Regions from separate parts of the Mus musculus genome. Here regions 1 and 2 are each linked to region 3. A link is a contact called in public HiChIP or PLAC-seq and promoter capture Hi-C data. All regions are on one chromosome and are shown on one strand. The core of a region is the stretch at or near the end of the contact, and the rest is flanking DNA. Distances in the headings are between cores, read along the strand shown. Region 1 has its middle 5.2 kb from the start of Gm25232. Region 2 overlaps Gm40941 (a long non-coding RNA gene). Region 3 has its middle 82 kb from the start of Gm52039.

The links. Promoter capture Hi-C pulls out the DNA fragments that hold promoters and counts their contacts. HiChIP or PLAC-seq counts read pairs in DNA pulled down with a chosen protein or histone mark.
Region 1: a contact with region 3 is called in a promoter capture Hi-C map of cranial neural crest. The contact joins two enhancer-like sites. A contact is called at or near these places in 1 of 39 promoter capture datasets (cranial neural crest) and 2 of 484 Hi-C or Micro-C datasets (cardiomyocytes and cerebral cortex).
Region 2: an H3K27ac HiChIP or PLAC-seq map of VIP interneurons shows a contact between it and region 3, with 27 times the contacts expected there. The contact joins two enhancer-like sites. A contact is called at or near these places in 5 of 15 datasets of contacts at CTCF or cohesin (the NIH/3T3 cell line, hippocampal excitatory neurons, large pre-B cells and 2 more), 115 of 484 Hi-C or Micro-C datasets (3T3-L1-derived adipocytes, the AML12 cell line, the AtT-20 cell line and 66 more), 11 of 115 datasets of contacts at active chromatin or transcription factors (the NIH/3T3 cell line, PVALB interneurons, SST interneurons and 7 more) and 2 of 9 other capture datasets (embryonic tail and embryonic trunk).

What each region holds. Positions count from the first base shown.
Region 1 is chr13:48,564,939-48,569,373 of GRCm38.p6, reverse strand. No RefSeq gene overlaps it. Among named protein-coding and RNA genes, the nearest start is that of Gm25232, 5.2 kb to the left of the region's middle. Within about 2 kb of position 1,528, at least 230 of the 459 cell types and tissues checked have an H3K27ac peak or open chromatin away from gene starts, as enhancers often do.
Region 2 is chr13:48,466,936-48,471,904 of GRCm38.p6, reverse strand. All of the region lies in intron 1 of Gm40941 (a long non-coding RNA gene), which reads left to right. Among named protein-coding and RNA genes, the nearest start is that of Gm40941, 8.2 kb to the left of the region's middle. Within about 2 kb of position 3,499, at least 4 of the 459 cell types and tissues checked have an H3K27ac peak or open chromatin away from gene starts, as enhancers often do. A contact at or near this core is called in VIP interneurons, where this site is marked.
Region 3 is chr13:47,317,359-47,321,763 of GRCm38.p6, reverse strand. No RefSeq gene overlaps it. Among named protein-coding and RNA genes, the nearest start is that of Gm52039, 82 kb to the right of the region's middle. Within about 2 kb of position 2,048, at least 12 of the 459 cell types and tissues checked have an H3K27ac peak or open chromatin away from gene starts, as enhancers often do. A contact at or near this core is called in VIP interneurons, where this site is marked.

The DNA of each region.
Region 1 (4,435 bases), core at 279-2,778, 1.2 Mb before region 3:
TGAGCTCTATGGCTGTAGGGCCATCTGGATGACCTAGAATGATGCTTCCAAGATGCTTAAATATATCTGAAGAGCCCTTTCTTCCACATGAAAAGGCCACATCCAGGTCCTGCAGATGAAGTTAAGGGTGGCATGCTCTGGTGAGGGTCATGGTTCACTTTACTCTGACTGTAACTGGAAACCATGATAGACTACAGCATAAACTAGACAGCAATTAGCTAAGTGAACGACGTGCCTTATTTATACGTGGGAAGAAGACTCATGACTATCAGAACGTCACACCCTCGCTGATTTATATTTCAGTGTAGTACTAAGCAAAACCCAGCAGTCTTATCTTAGAGAAGTTGAAATTTTGATTATGAAATGTATATGGAAAGGCAAAAGACCAGACAAGCTTCGACAACTTTGACATCCCGTGGCCCCTTGAATGATTCTCCTTCCAGAATGTTAGCATGTGTGGTCCTGGGATAGAAAGTTTTCTTCATCGATTATAAATATTATTCATTTTAACAGATTTAGTGAGAACTAATACACAATCCTTGGCAATTTGGTAAAGGTGTGTGTGTGTGTGTGTGTGTGTGTGTGTGTATGTGTGTGTGTGTATGTGTGTGTATATGTGTGTATGTGTGTGTGTATGTATGTGTGTGTGAGTGTGTGTGTGTGTATGTGTGTGTATGTGTGTATGTGTGTGTGTGTGTGAGTGTGTATGTATGTGTGTATGTGTGTGTGAGTGTGTATGTGTGTGTGTATGTATGTGTGTGTGTGTGTGTGTGTGTGTATGTGTGTGTGAGAGTGTGTGTGAGTGTGAGTGTGTGTGTATGTGTATGTGTGTGTATGTATGTGTGTGAGTGTGTGTGTATGTATGTGTGTGAGTGTGTGTGTATGTGTGTGTATGTGTGTGTGAGAGTGTGTGTGTGTGAGTGAGTGTGTGAGTGAGTGTGTGTGTATGTGTGTGTGTGAATGTGAGTGTGTGTGAGTGTGTGTGTGTGTGTGTGTGTGCTAGCAGGGATCCAGCCCAGGGCCTGCTGCACACCAAGCATGATTATCCAATGAACTACATCTGTAGCCCTGATTGAGTGGGCTTTGACATATGTCGTTGAAACCAATACCACAGTCAGAGTATGGGATGTCTCCAGGACCCTAAGAACCTCCTGAGACAGTGCACGGAACCTCCCTCCCCAGCCAGGGAGGCCACAGACCTGACTGTGGATTGGCTGCAGCTTAAGGCTGAATCAGAAACAATGTTCCCTTTTTCTGTCAGATTTCTGTCTCAGCATCATTTGGCTGAAGTTCATTCCTGTTACAAGATGTACCTGCAGCTTATTCCTTTTAATGGATGAATAATATTGTCCCCAGTGGATATTCCACCTTTTTAGTTTTTTTGAACTAGTCTCTCTCATGTAGCCCTGGCTGCCCTAAAACTCACTATGTGGCTTTGAACTGTAAGGGACCCATCTGCTTCTGCCTCCTAACTGCTGGGGTTAAAGGTATGTGTCACCACGCCAGCTCACTCCATAGCCGTTTATCCAGTCACAGGCTCATGAGATTGGTATTGCTTCATTCAAGCCTTTGTAGATATTTAGGAACAGCTGGATGATATAGTAGTTCCATATTTGAGTGTTTGAATGTCTCTTAAAACTACGTTCCAGAGTGATTGGGCCATTATGTTCCCCACAGGCAATATCAGAATTCAAGTGTCCTTATATCTTCAGTTATACCTAGTATGGTGAATCCTACTCGATTTTTTTTTATTATTTTGAAATCCTGCCTCTGTAACCCCCACATGTGTGTACATGCCTAAGTGTGTGCTTGTGGAGGCTCGAAGTTGATACCAGGTGTCTTCGTCAGTCACTCTCCACTTTATTACGACAGGGTGGGTCTCTCCCTGAACCTGAAGCTCACAGTGTGGCTGGACAGGTTGGCCACCGAGTCCCCAGAACCTACTGTCTCTTCCACCAAGCTCTGGAGTCACAGTGACACAGTGCCAGCCCTGGTTGTTTTTGTTTGTTTGCTTGCTTCTTATGTGGGTGCTAGAAGATCAGAACCTGAGTCCTTATGCTTTCATGGCAAATATTTTCCCAACTGGGCCATCTCCTCCTGTTGTTACTATTACTGTTGCTGTTGCTATTGTTTTGAATTAAAAGTAAGTAGACAGCCGGGTGTGGTGGTGCACGCCTTTAATCTCAGCACTCGGGAGGCAGAGGCAGGCAGATTTCTGAGTTCGAGGCCAGCCTGGTCTACAAAGTGAGTTCCAGGACAGCCAGGGCTATAGAGAAATCCTGTCTCGAGGAAAAAAAAAAAAAGTAAGTAGACCTTCTAACTGAATTCTAGTACCTGATTGTGGATCCCCAATGAACTTCAGCGATTTGCTGTATTTTTAAAATAGGAGACCTAGGCTATTTTACTTTATACTCTAAAATGTCTTTGAATAAATTGAAATTTATTTCTTAAGTTTTCCTTTTCTTGAGAATTTCTGAAGGATTGGATTTGGGGAAAAAAAAAAAACAACCCAATCTGTGTTGTAACAGCTGCCTTCCATCCTTCCTCAGTCCCTGTCTCTAAATATTACTCAGTAAGAGTAAACCATCATTTTTCTAGACTCTGACTGATGCTTTTTTTCTTCTTCTTCTTCTTGGTTTTCCTGGCCACCACACATTCAGCACACAGTCTCGCTTGCCAGATGTTTGGCTTCCTGCTTTCTATATTTAAAACACACGGAGGAGATATAGCTGTGATAGCCACATAATTTTTTATTTTCTTCTTTGGGTCAGTGATTTAAAATGTTGACATCATTTAAATTTGAAGGCACAAGAATGCCGGTTCCCTAACCTCGGTTAGGAAAGGGTACAGTCTTCCGCGGGGCTGGGAGGGAGGTCAGGCCAAGGCCCGGAGGCCTCCTCTGCAGGAATTCTGACACAAGGCCTCCTGGCTGTGGGCCAGAAACTGAGTCATGGCGAAAAGCTGCCTGCAAAATAAACCTTTGGGCTAATGAAAAATGCTGCTTTAGAAGGCCCTTTGTCAGAAACGAAGTTAGAGGTCTGAACACAATAGCCCGGCCTTCATTCAGGCCTGACTAGAAACACTCTGGAGTCCTCCCAACCCCCCTCTAGGTTAGGGACCCTTGAGCAGCCCATACCGAAGGAGGGGCACACACACACTGGGAACAGACAGCAGCCCCAGGCAGAACGGCTCTTTTCTATAGGACATTCCGAGCCAATCCTGTGAAGATTGAGAAGGCCACAGGAGACCACATGTGCTCACCTGGCAGAAGGGACTGGCTTTCTGGACACAGGACCATTAAACGTGAGCTCTTTTGCTCCTTTGTTCTGAGAAGACCAAATAATTCTCTGTCCCTCCACAGGAAAACAGAGCCAGAGGGTCATTCTGGTGACACATTTCTAAGAGCCATCCACACTTTCCCAACTTTTTTGTTTGTTTGTTTGTTTATTTGTTTTTTTGAGACAGGGTTTCTCTGTGTAGCCCTGGCTGTCCTGGAACTCACTCTGTATACCAGGCTGACCTCGAACTCAGAAATCCGCCTGCCTCTGCCTCCCAAGTGCTGGGATTAAAGGCGTGTGCCACCACCGCCCAGCCCAGCTTTTTATTTTGAGGCAAAATTTTACTATGTACGCCAGGCGAGCCTCAAAGTCACAGAGAGCTTCCTGCCTCTGCCTTCCGGGTACCGGTGCGAGTCACTAAATCCAGCCCCGTTTTTATTAGTCCACTGTTAGGGTTCTTTAATCTCAGTGTTTATGTCAATCCAGAATTGTCCCAGCTCCCCACACTCACCCTCTTTGAAATAAGGCATCATGTATCTCAATTGGCCTTGCATTCACTATGTAGTTTAGCCAAGGGCAACCTTGAACTTCTGGTCTTCTTGCCTCCACCTGGTACATGACTTGTTTATGTGAGGCTTCCTAGATGCTAGTTAAGCCCTGTACCAACTGACCTACATCCCCAGCCATCTTTCTGCTTCCCTCTCAGCCTGGCCAGCGTACAGGCTAGATTCTCAGCTTATCACTTTCAAACTTCAAGTCTCAGAGTAGGTCCAGAGTTGCCTGAAAAGCATCAAAGCAGATTCCATTTGGAGCCCTGTTCATATTCATTCATCAGTCAGGGCTGCTGTCCTGGTCCCTTACACGAGCAGAAGAGATTTGATAAATCGTCTGAAGTGAAAGGAAATCTGTGCTGGCTTCATGTGGTGGTCCTGTGATGAATGAGTGGGACCGTGCAGGTGGAACACCGAATGAGGTGCTCAGCTCCATCACAGCCCTCCAGCTCCCTGATAGACATGCTCTATCACATGCTGCAATCCTGCTGGGTGTGGTGAGTCATTCCTGACATTCCTGATTCTTCAAGCAATCAAACAACAGGTGATCATTTGAGCAGGAGCAGAACCCAGGCTACTCCTTCACCTCCATTCTAGTGCACCATT
Region 2 (4,969 bases), core at 2,250-4,749, 1.1 Mb before region 3:
GGGGAATGACTAAATGACTTTGCTCATGCTTCTTGGCCTATCATGGTGCCAGGTATATTAACTATCTTTAATAAATTAGTACTAAGTATCTTCAAATAACACACATTTATCTACTGGAGTTTCCACCGGTCAGAAACACACCTCTGCTGTGCATGGTGGTACACACCTTATTCCCAGCACTGCAGAGGCAGAGACAGATGGAGTTCAAGGCCAGCCTGGAACTACATAGCGAGTTCCAAGATAGCCAGAGCTACATACATAATAGAGAGACCCTGCCTCAAGAAACAAAACAAAGCAAAGCAAACAAAGAACTGTCTCTGTGCTCAGTGGTTCTGGTTCAGGGTTTCTCCTGAGGCTGCAACCAGGGCCACAGACTGTTGACCAGGTGGAGGCTTTACTTCTGAGATCACCCCTAAGGCCTATGGATGTCTTCATGACACAGCGGCTGGCTCCCCGGAGTAGCTTGAGAGTAAAATGGCCTTTTATAATTTTATCTTAAAATGACATATTCCTGGCACACTCTCTAGCGTGTGCCAAGCGCCCCTGTGCCCCTCCCCCACTCAGGATTAGGCAACCTCACAAGTCTTCTCACGACATCCTCGTCCCCCTTCTTCCTACAACGAACACTTTGCTGTGGTCTCATCACTGTGCCGATGATGCTCCTGTCCCTGCTTCTTCAGCCTAGGGGTCTGATGTGTTCTCCATGGATTAGGGCTGGTGCATTTGTGTGTGTGTGTGTGTGTGTGTGTGTGTGTGTGTGTGTGTGTGACAGACACCATGACCACACAGCAACTCTTATAAAAGAAAGCATTTAACGGGAGCTGCCTTACTGCCTTATAGATTCAGTAGTTTAGTCCAGTGTCATCATGGAGGGAAGCATGGTGGCACACAGGTACTGTGTGTATATATGGTACTGGAGATGTAGCTGAGAGTTCTGGAACTGGGTAGGGAGGAACCAGGAAGAGAGAGCGAGAGAGACACTGGGCCTGGCTTGAGCATCTGAAACCTCAAAACTCACCCCCCAGTGACACACTTCCTTCAGCAAGGCCACACCTCCCAATAGTGTCACTCCCTATGAGCCTATGGGGGCTATCACATCCCACTCCCTGGTCCCCAAGGGCTTGTAAACAGATCATAAATGCAGAAATGCATTCAGTCCAACTTCAAAAGTCCCCATAGTCTTTAACAGTATTTACCCTCTTTAAAAGCCCAAAGTCTTTTCTGAGACTCATGGCAATCTCTCAACTGTAATTTCCTGTAAAATCAAAATTAAAAAAAGCAGATTTCGGGCTGGAGAGATGGCTCAGAGGCTAAGAGCATTGACTGCTCTTCCAGAGGTCCCGAGTTCAATTCCCAGCAACCACATGGTGGCTCACAGCCATCTGAAATGGGATCTGATGCCCTCTTCTGGTGTGTCTGACGACAGCTACAGTACAGCCGTATGCATAAAATAAATAAATATTTTTAAAAAACTTTCAAAAAAAGCAGATTTCATACTTCTAATACACAATGGTGTACAGCAGAATATACATTACTGTTCTAAAAGAGAGCATAATGAAGACATACTGGATCAAAGCGAGACTGAAAACCAGCGAGGCCTACTCCAAACTCTGTATCTCCACACATAATGTTAAAGCCCTCTTCAGATCTCCAGCTCCTTTCAGCTTTGTTGACTACAACATATTTCTTTCTCTTAGGCTGGTTCTCCTCGCTGTTAGTAACTTTCCTCTGGAGGTTTATTATGACTCTGGCATCTCCAAATCCTTAAAGTCTCCAAGGAAATCCAGAGTTCACCTTCACAGCATCACACAACGGCTTCTCTGGGCCTCCATGCAGGAACATACCTGGCCTAGGTGGCTTTCCTCAGCTGTGGAGAGAGATTTCATAAGACCTTTCTTCTATTCTTGACTCTAAAGACAGAACCGCATGGCTTAAGTTGTCATGTTCTGCTGCTTGCTGGGCCGGACCATGACCCCTCTTAATCAATAACATCGTCACCAGCTTTCTGTTTTTGATAGTCTCCTTCACTGCCTAAGCCTGGTTGTCCTGGAACTCACTCCGTAGCGAGTGGCCTCAAACTCAGAGATCCGCCATCCTCTGCCTTCTGAGGGCTGGGATTAAAGGTGTGCACCACCATGCCTGGCCCAAAGGTTTTCTTTAATTCCTTTCCACAAGTTGGCAGCAGAGTTGGGCGGGGTCTTGCTCTGAGGTCACCATTCCCTTTATTGGCATCAGGTTTGTCTTTAATCTGTTTACATTTCCCGGTGCCCCTTCGTTATGACTAACAACCAAGCAACACAGGCTTGTGGAAATCTCCTCTGCCTGTTAATCTCTTCAATCTAGCCTCAGGCAGATTTAAAAAAAAAAAAATTTGGACAAGAGCAGAATCATCCATATTCTTCACCAAAATATCACAAGAATGATCTGTAGGGCATATAGTATTCTTCTCTGAAACCGCTTGAGCCAGGCTCCCACAGTTCAAATCACCCTCAGCGCCACTCTCTTCCATGCTGCTACTAGGATGGCTGCACCGCCGTGCTTAAAGCATTCCACTGATTTCCTAATCTGAAGTCTCTCAAAGTTCACATTCCTCCAACCAAAAGCATGGTCAGAAATACCCCAGTTTCTGGTACCAACTTCTGTCTTAGGGTGTCTCTTGCTGTGAAGAGACATCATGACCGCAGCAACTCTTATAAAGGAAAACATTTACCTGGGACTGGCTTACAGGGTTAGAGGTTTAGTCCATTTTCATTATGGTGGGAAGCGTGGCAGGATGCAGCCGGACATGGTGCTAGAGAGGTAGCTGACAGGTCTACATCTGAATCAGCAGTCAGCAGGCAGAGAAAGAGAGACACACAGACAGTGGGCCTGACTGAGTATCAGAAACCTCAAAGCCCACTCCTTCAACCAGGCCACACCCACTTCGACAGGCCACACCCACCTCAACCAGGCCACACTCCCCTCAACAAGGTCACACCTCCTAATAAGTGCCACTCCCTATGAGCCTATGGGGGATATTTTCATTCAAACCACCACATTGCGCCACAATTTTTTTTTTTGAATGAATCGATAAAAGTGAATGCACCGTGAAAGCAGCTACGAGCGAGCGCTGGGAGCCCAGGGACTGACAGGTAAGAGCCTTTCTCACCGCCACAGTGTCCTGGCCTTCTCCTAACTCCATTCTCATCAGCACCGCGCTCTCCAGTCGGGCGTCTCCCCAGTGGGCTGCAGCGATCCAGAGCTCTGCTGTGTGAGTTCTTCCAGACCCAGAGTGTGCCAGCCAGCACTGCAATTGAGTTTTGTTTTCATTATGCAGGCTTCCTGTGAAGTTACAAATTAATTTGAATCCTCTCCATACTTTTAAGGCCCCTCTAAAAAGGGCTATGTTCCTGCCTTTCTTGGTAAATGGGGGCCTATCCCACTTCCCTAGAATGGCTTACATCCTGGCAAGGGTTGTATGCCCCTCATCTCTTTGCCAGGGTAGTGAGCTTCCACACTTCCGAGCTGTGGGTGGCTCTCCACCTGGGCTCTGGGGAAGCATGCCCAGGCCACCTGCACCATGCCAACACCCACCTGTGTCCGATGGACCCTTAGTTTTTCAAATTCACACCACACCACGGCACTATTTTCTGTTTTATCGTTTGCCTGCATTTCCGTTAATGATAGGCAGCACGAAAACAATTTTCCTGCCGCGTCCTAAACATTTTTAACTGTCTTCCTGAGACACTTGGGCTGAGGCCGATTGTGGCATTGAGAAATATGCATAGCACACCCTATTGGAACGGATCAGATGCCAGACACTCGCTATCCTTCTGTAAAGGGATGCAGTATTTGTGTGTAACTCACACACATCTTCTTGTATGTTTTAAACCATCCACAGATTACTTCTAATACCTATCACACCACAAACACTGTATAAACAGTCTCTGCTCTGGATTGTTTAGGTGATAGTGTCAAGAGAATATGTCTACACCGGTTCATCACAGATGCACATTTTTTTTTGCTGGTGTTTTCCACTGTGATTGAATTCTCAGCTGTGGAACCTGCAAGTCCTGAAGGCCAGCTATACTTTGTGTTCTTCTTTTCTAGTACCCCTTTCTGTTCTCTGGCTCAGGATCTTTGAACAGCATATAGGAACCCATTCCAGAAAAGTTACGATGGAGAAGCGGAAACTCCCGTAATAATTTGTGACCTTGCTATGTTAGTGCCTAGGTGAGCCTCTCCGAAATCGCTCTGCGGCCAATGGAATTGGCCTCACTTTGCAGAAGGTGCGGGTGGGGGGCGCTGAGGGTTTCAGGCTCACAGAGCTGAGCACATTTACAGCCCCTCCTCTGCCTTCAGAGCATGAAGCTGGTTCAAGGCTTCCTGCCCAGCTTCTCCTGCTGAGACACTCTGCATGAGTGGATTGTCTGAAGGTGATTTCTCTCTTTCTTTCTTTCTTTCTTTCTTTCTTTCTTTCTTTCTTTCTTTCTTTCTTTCTTTCTTTCTTTCCATTCTCTCTCTCTCTCTCTCTTTCATTCTTTCTCCACCAAGAGTGAAGAGTTTATTGATCTCAAAAGTTGGAGTAGATAAATGAGATGAGGTTCTGTCCTCGTCCTCCTGCCAGGCTTTCGGAAGGGCTGAGAGAACATCTAGGCCTGTGGAATCTGGAGCCTCACGCTTCCCAGCTGGCAGTGGCCAGAACATTTTTGGGCCTCCACATGGAAAAAGTCACGAGGGCAAGACCCAGATTCCCCCAACTCTTGGATTCCCCTCCCCCCATTAAATTTTTTTTTTCTACTAAGTGTCGGGCAGACTGATCCTACTAATTTTGTGAGCTACTAAGAGCCTCGGTTTCCCTAATTCGTGATCAGAAGGGTTTTTATTTATTCACCATTTTAAAGAATAGGAAGAGATTTGGTAGCCTTTCTAGTGGGAGCCATGGCCAGGTTCCCACTGTGAGAGCCACACATGAGAGTCCTATATTCAT
Region 3 (4,405 bases), core at 799-3,298:
AGTCCTTTAAGGCTATGCTTAGGGAGTTCCTTCCTAAACCAGAGACCCAACCAATAAAACGTAAAATAAAATGTAAAAAGTCAATCACAAGCTGATCTCCCTTGTGAACATAGATGCAAAAATTCTCAGTAAAGTACCTGCAAATCAAATTCACCAATGCATCAAAAAGCTCATCTGCCATAATGAGGTAGACATCATCACAGAGATGCAGCTTTGGCTCAACATACATAAATCTTATAATATATGCAATCTACCACGTAAATGGATTTACAGACAGAAACCACATGGTCATCTCATTAGAAGCAGGAGGGCCTTTTGACAAGAACTTGTCTATTTTAGATTGCTATCCTATCCTTCCTCGGGCTGCCTCGGGTTAAATTCCTAGAGCTTCATGGCTATCTGAAACTATGCTATCGACTCACCTTACAAGTGCAGCGCAACCCAGAGTTCATTTCCTGAGAGAGCATCTATTACGAGCAAAACACTGAATTAGACATTAATAATATGGGAATCGAGAGATCAATAGGTAAGCCTGGTCAACTTCACTTTTCTTGTTTATAGAATGACTTTTTAGACAATTAAATTTTAGATAATATTTCTAACAAATTCCCAGGGGTGTAAAATGTTAAGAATGATTATCGGGTGTGACAAATATTACAGTACAGGTCTGTAGGATGCACTTGCACCAGGTCCACAGATGTGCGGTGTGGAAACAGGGAGTAAATTCCATCCAATTTTAAAGGAAGGCATTATGGAGAGGGTGGAATGGCAAATCCCATCAAATACCAAGAGGAAGTTTCAAGAAGCACATTTAATTTCAGGAGCTGAGAGATGACTCCATCAGTAAAGTGCTTGCCTTGCAAATGTTAGGACCCAAGTTCGAGCCCCAGCACCCAGATAAAAAGCTGTCTGTGGTTTCTGTGCCTACAGTCTCAGTCCGGGGAGGCAGGGATAAGAGAATGCCATGGGCTCATTGGCCAAACAGTCTAGCCAAACTGGCAAGCAATGGATCCCAGTGAGAGACCTTGTCTCAAAACACAAGGTGGATGGTGCCTGAGGAGGAAGGTGATTCGGGGTGGTCCTCTGGATCCAGGAGCACCTACGCCCACTGAAACGATCTAACCTGAGGCTGATAAATGCATTTTACTCCTAACCCTTTTCACAAAGCATTTTTAGACCATTGCTGAAAAGGAGGGGGGAAGAGAAAGAGAGAAGAGAAGAGGAGAGGAGAGGAGAGGAGAGGAGAGGAGAGGAGAGGAGAGGAGAGGAGAGGAGAGGAGAGGAGAGGAGAGGAGAGGAGAGAAGAGAAGAGAAGAGAAGAGAAGAGAAGAGAAGAGAAGAGAAGAGAAGAGAAGAGAAGAGAAGAGAAGAGAAGAGAAGAGAAGAAGATCCTAGAAGCAAGAATCTCAAACCTCTACACATTTATTCTTGATGGAGCTTGTGGATGGTGTGCTTTGAGTCTTCAGTTCTCAGTCTGCTTCATCACAGTATTTGAAATCAGCCTTCCAGAGAACCTAGCATTTCAAAGACAAACAGGGAATCCTCAAGGCAGCCAAGTCCCTCAGTTCAATGAACGCCTACTAGACTTCATCCAGAGACGGAATCTAGAATATATCTCATTTGAAGAGTGCCATAGCTCTAAAAAGATGTTATCCCATTTTTCTCTATAGGAATTAAAGTCTATATTACCCAGAGGTAACCTTTTATTTTGCATTTCTAGACTAATGTTTTCTGCTGAAGTTAGCAAAGAGAGTTTATTCGCATTCTTACAGCAAACGGGGAAAAGGATTTCACCTGGGCCTGGCAGCTCCCCTCCCTTTCCATGGAATACCATGTAGCTAGATGAGATAAGGCAGTCTTGCATCCGGACTGGCATCAACCCCACCCTCCCCTGGAGGAGTCTAGTTATTAAATTATTTTTTTAAAGATTCATCTTCCCGAGTCTTTGGAGGCAGTACAGCTGGGAGTCATTAGCTGCAATCAGAGGGCAGCCAACAAAAGGAGGACGCTGTGGGTGAACGCAGCCTTTCAGTAGCAGCCATCTGGGCAGAGGGAATTGGGCTTCAACTCCGGAGGGTGGCGGAAGTTATCGGGATCTTGTTATATTTGGACTTGACTTCAGACCCGAAAGGAAAGCTTTCTTTCCTGTGGTTTGCTTTCTGGAAGTGGGAGCAGAAGATAGCAGAGGTCTGCTAACAGACCTCCCACCCCTCACCCACCCCCAGGGCACGGTGATCAAAACAGAGATGAAGTCTGGACATAAAAGGCAGGAATGAGCTGGCCAAGGACCTTGCCCATTTATGACTTGGAGTCTTCTGAAAAGTTGCTTTTCTTGCAGGGAGATAGCTCCTTCTTCCTCCCCTCCTCTGCTTTTCCCAGAGATAAGCACATCTTTTCCACTCCAGCAAAGGACATGATGCTTGTCTTTTATCGTCTGCACAGAGAACAGCCACCAGGAACATGCTTCAAAATAAGGGGGAAACATCCGATTTCCATTGTGGGGTCCCTGGCTTCTAGAGAATGATGAAAATACAAGGTAATGAATAAAAACCAGAGTACATTTTCAGGCCAGGCCTGGACTCAAGCCTGGTTCTGCCTCAGCCTGACCCACGTCTCAGAAAGTAGGTCAGCGCTGAGCCCCCGCTCCCACGTCTGCAAAGTAAGGATAGGACTAGAGACCCTGTAACCCAGACTCCATAACATTGCTGTGAGAATTCACAATGGGGCGCTGCAGGCACACAGGTAGCATTCCATAATCAGGAATTATCCAGAAAAGGTGAAGGGTAGAGTTGGGTTGGGTTGTGTTAATTAACATCCTCAAAGCCACCGGGAAGAATTCTGTGACCTAGCGTTTCAAAGAGAGTTAGAACAAAGGTTGTGGAAGCTGTTTCATCGAGCTAACTGGGAAATAAGTGTATCAGTAAAGAACAAAAGAGAGCCGGTGCCAGGGAAGTAGAAAAGGGGCCGATTTCCATTACCAGACTTCAGAGATAGCATCCAGAAAGTGGGTCTCAAGACACAGGGGTCAAAAATACAGATAAGAAAGCTCTTCCCAGGGCTTTCATCCTAAAGAGTCTATATTTGGGCCAATCGTGAAGCTGATGAGGTTAAGAAATATTTATGTTAGAAGATTTGCATGTCAAACACTGTTTTCCTCTTCTTGGTTTCAGGGCAGCCAGACAGAAGAAATTGGGTGTAATTAAATATAAAAAGTATCAATTAGCACTGATTCTTCCAACCGCTGAGAGAAATGACCAATTGGGAGCGAGTGGTCCAATCGTCTCCCAGGCTTCCGAAGGAATCAGAAATCAGACTCCACCCCACCTAATTTTACGAGCAGGATCAAGTAATGTTTCCAGGATACAGACCCTTGGCAGAACATTACAGAGTCTAAGACAATGATGGCCGATGTCACAAATCTCAAAGCTTTGAATGGTGTGAATGTTCGAACAGTCCTGCATAGCATCTCACTACCAGCCAGCACTGTGTGCTTAAGACCTTTGTACCAGAAAGAAAGATGCTCGGTCACAGGGTAGAACAAACACACTGAGCACCAGCTCCGTGTCCTTACCAAGGAAGACTCATCTTCCTTTTCCCGTGAGCTCATGTTCCAGCATGGAAAGGGATATTCCGAGATGATAACTTTCTTCAGTCATCCTAGGCAGGCTTCACTGACACCCTGGTCATCCCAATTGTCTTCTCTCTGAGGTTGCCCATGCAGGGTCACTTTCTGCATCTACAGCATCAGGGCTCTGGGGTGATTTCTCCACAGTAAAGGCTTGAGGTCTTTCTAACTGGTTCGATTCTCTTCTGCTTTTCCCCCAGACCTAACACCCAACCCCCTCCAACATATGCTTACACACATGAACTTTTGAGAATGTCTTAAATAGAAGGTAAATATCTCCTCCTCCCCCCCCCCACTGTGCCCATGCATTTGTGTGTTCAATGTAGTTACAGGTATATGATCCCATGACACAAGCATGTTGGATGAATTCTTCCGTGTGATGGAGCCTCTATTGTTATGTTCCCATTTTACAGACGAGGGAAGAAAAACCTAGTTCAGTTTTGCTGAATCTTATTCCACCTACTCGGAACTCCTACTGAGCTGTATGCTCTTTTCAGCCCTGGAATTTCTACTTCTGTTTTATGTCTCCTGCATCTTTATTGATACTTCTACTTTCTTCATTCATTGTTTTCTCTGTTGTTTTCTGTTTTCTTTGAGCTCTTTGAGCATCTTTGGGACAGTTACTTTAAGTGAGTATCAAGTAGGCCTCCCCTTGGGTCCTGGCGGGGCGGGGGAGGGAGGTTCTGGGTTTCATGCTTGCTCCTGTATTTTTTTTCCTTTGAGGGTTTTCTCTTGTTTGGTGGGCCGTACTTTAGCATAGGACCTGGGAGATCAGGTTCT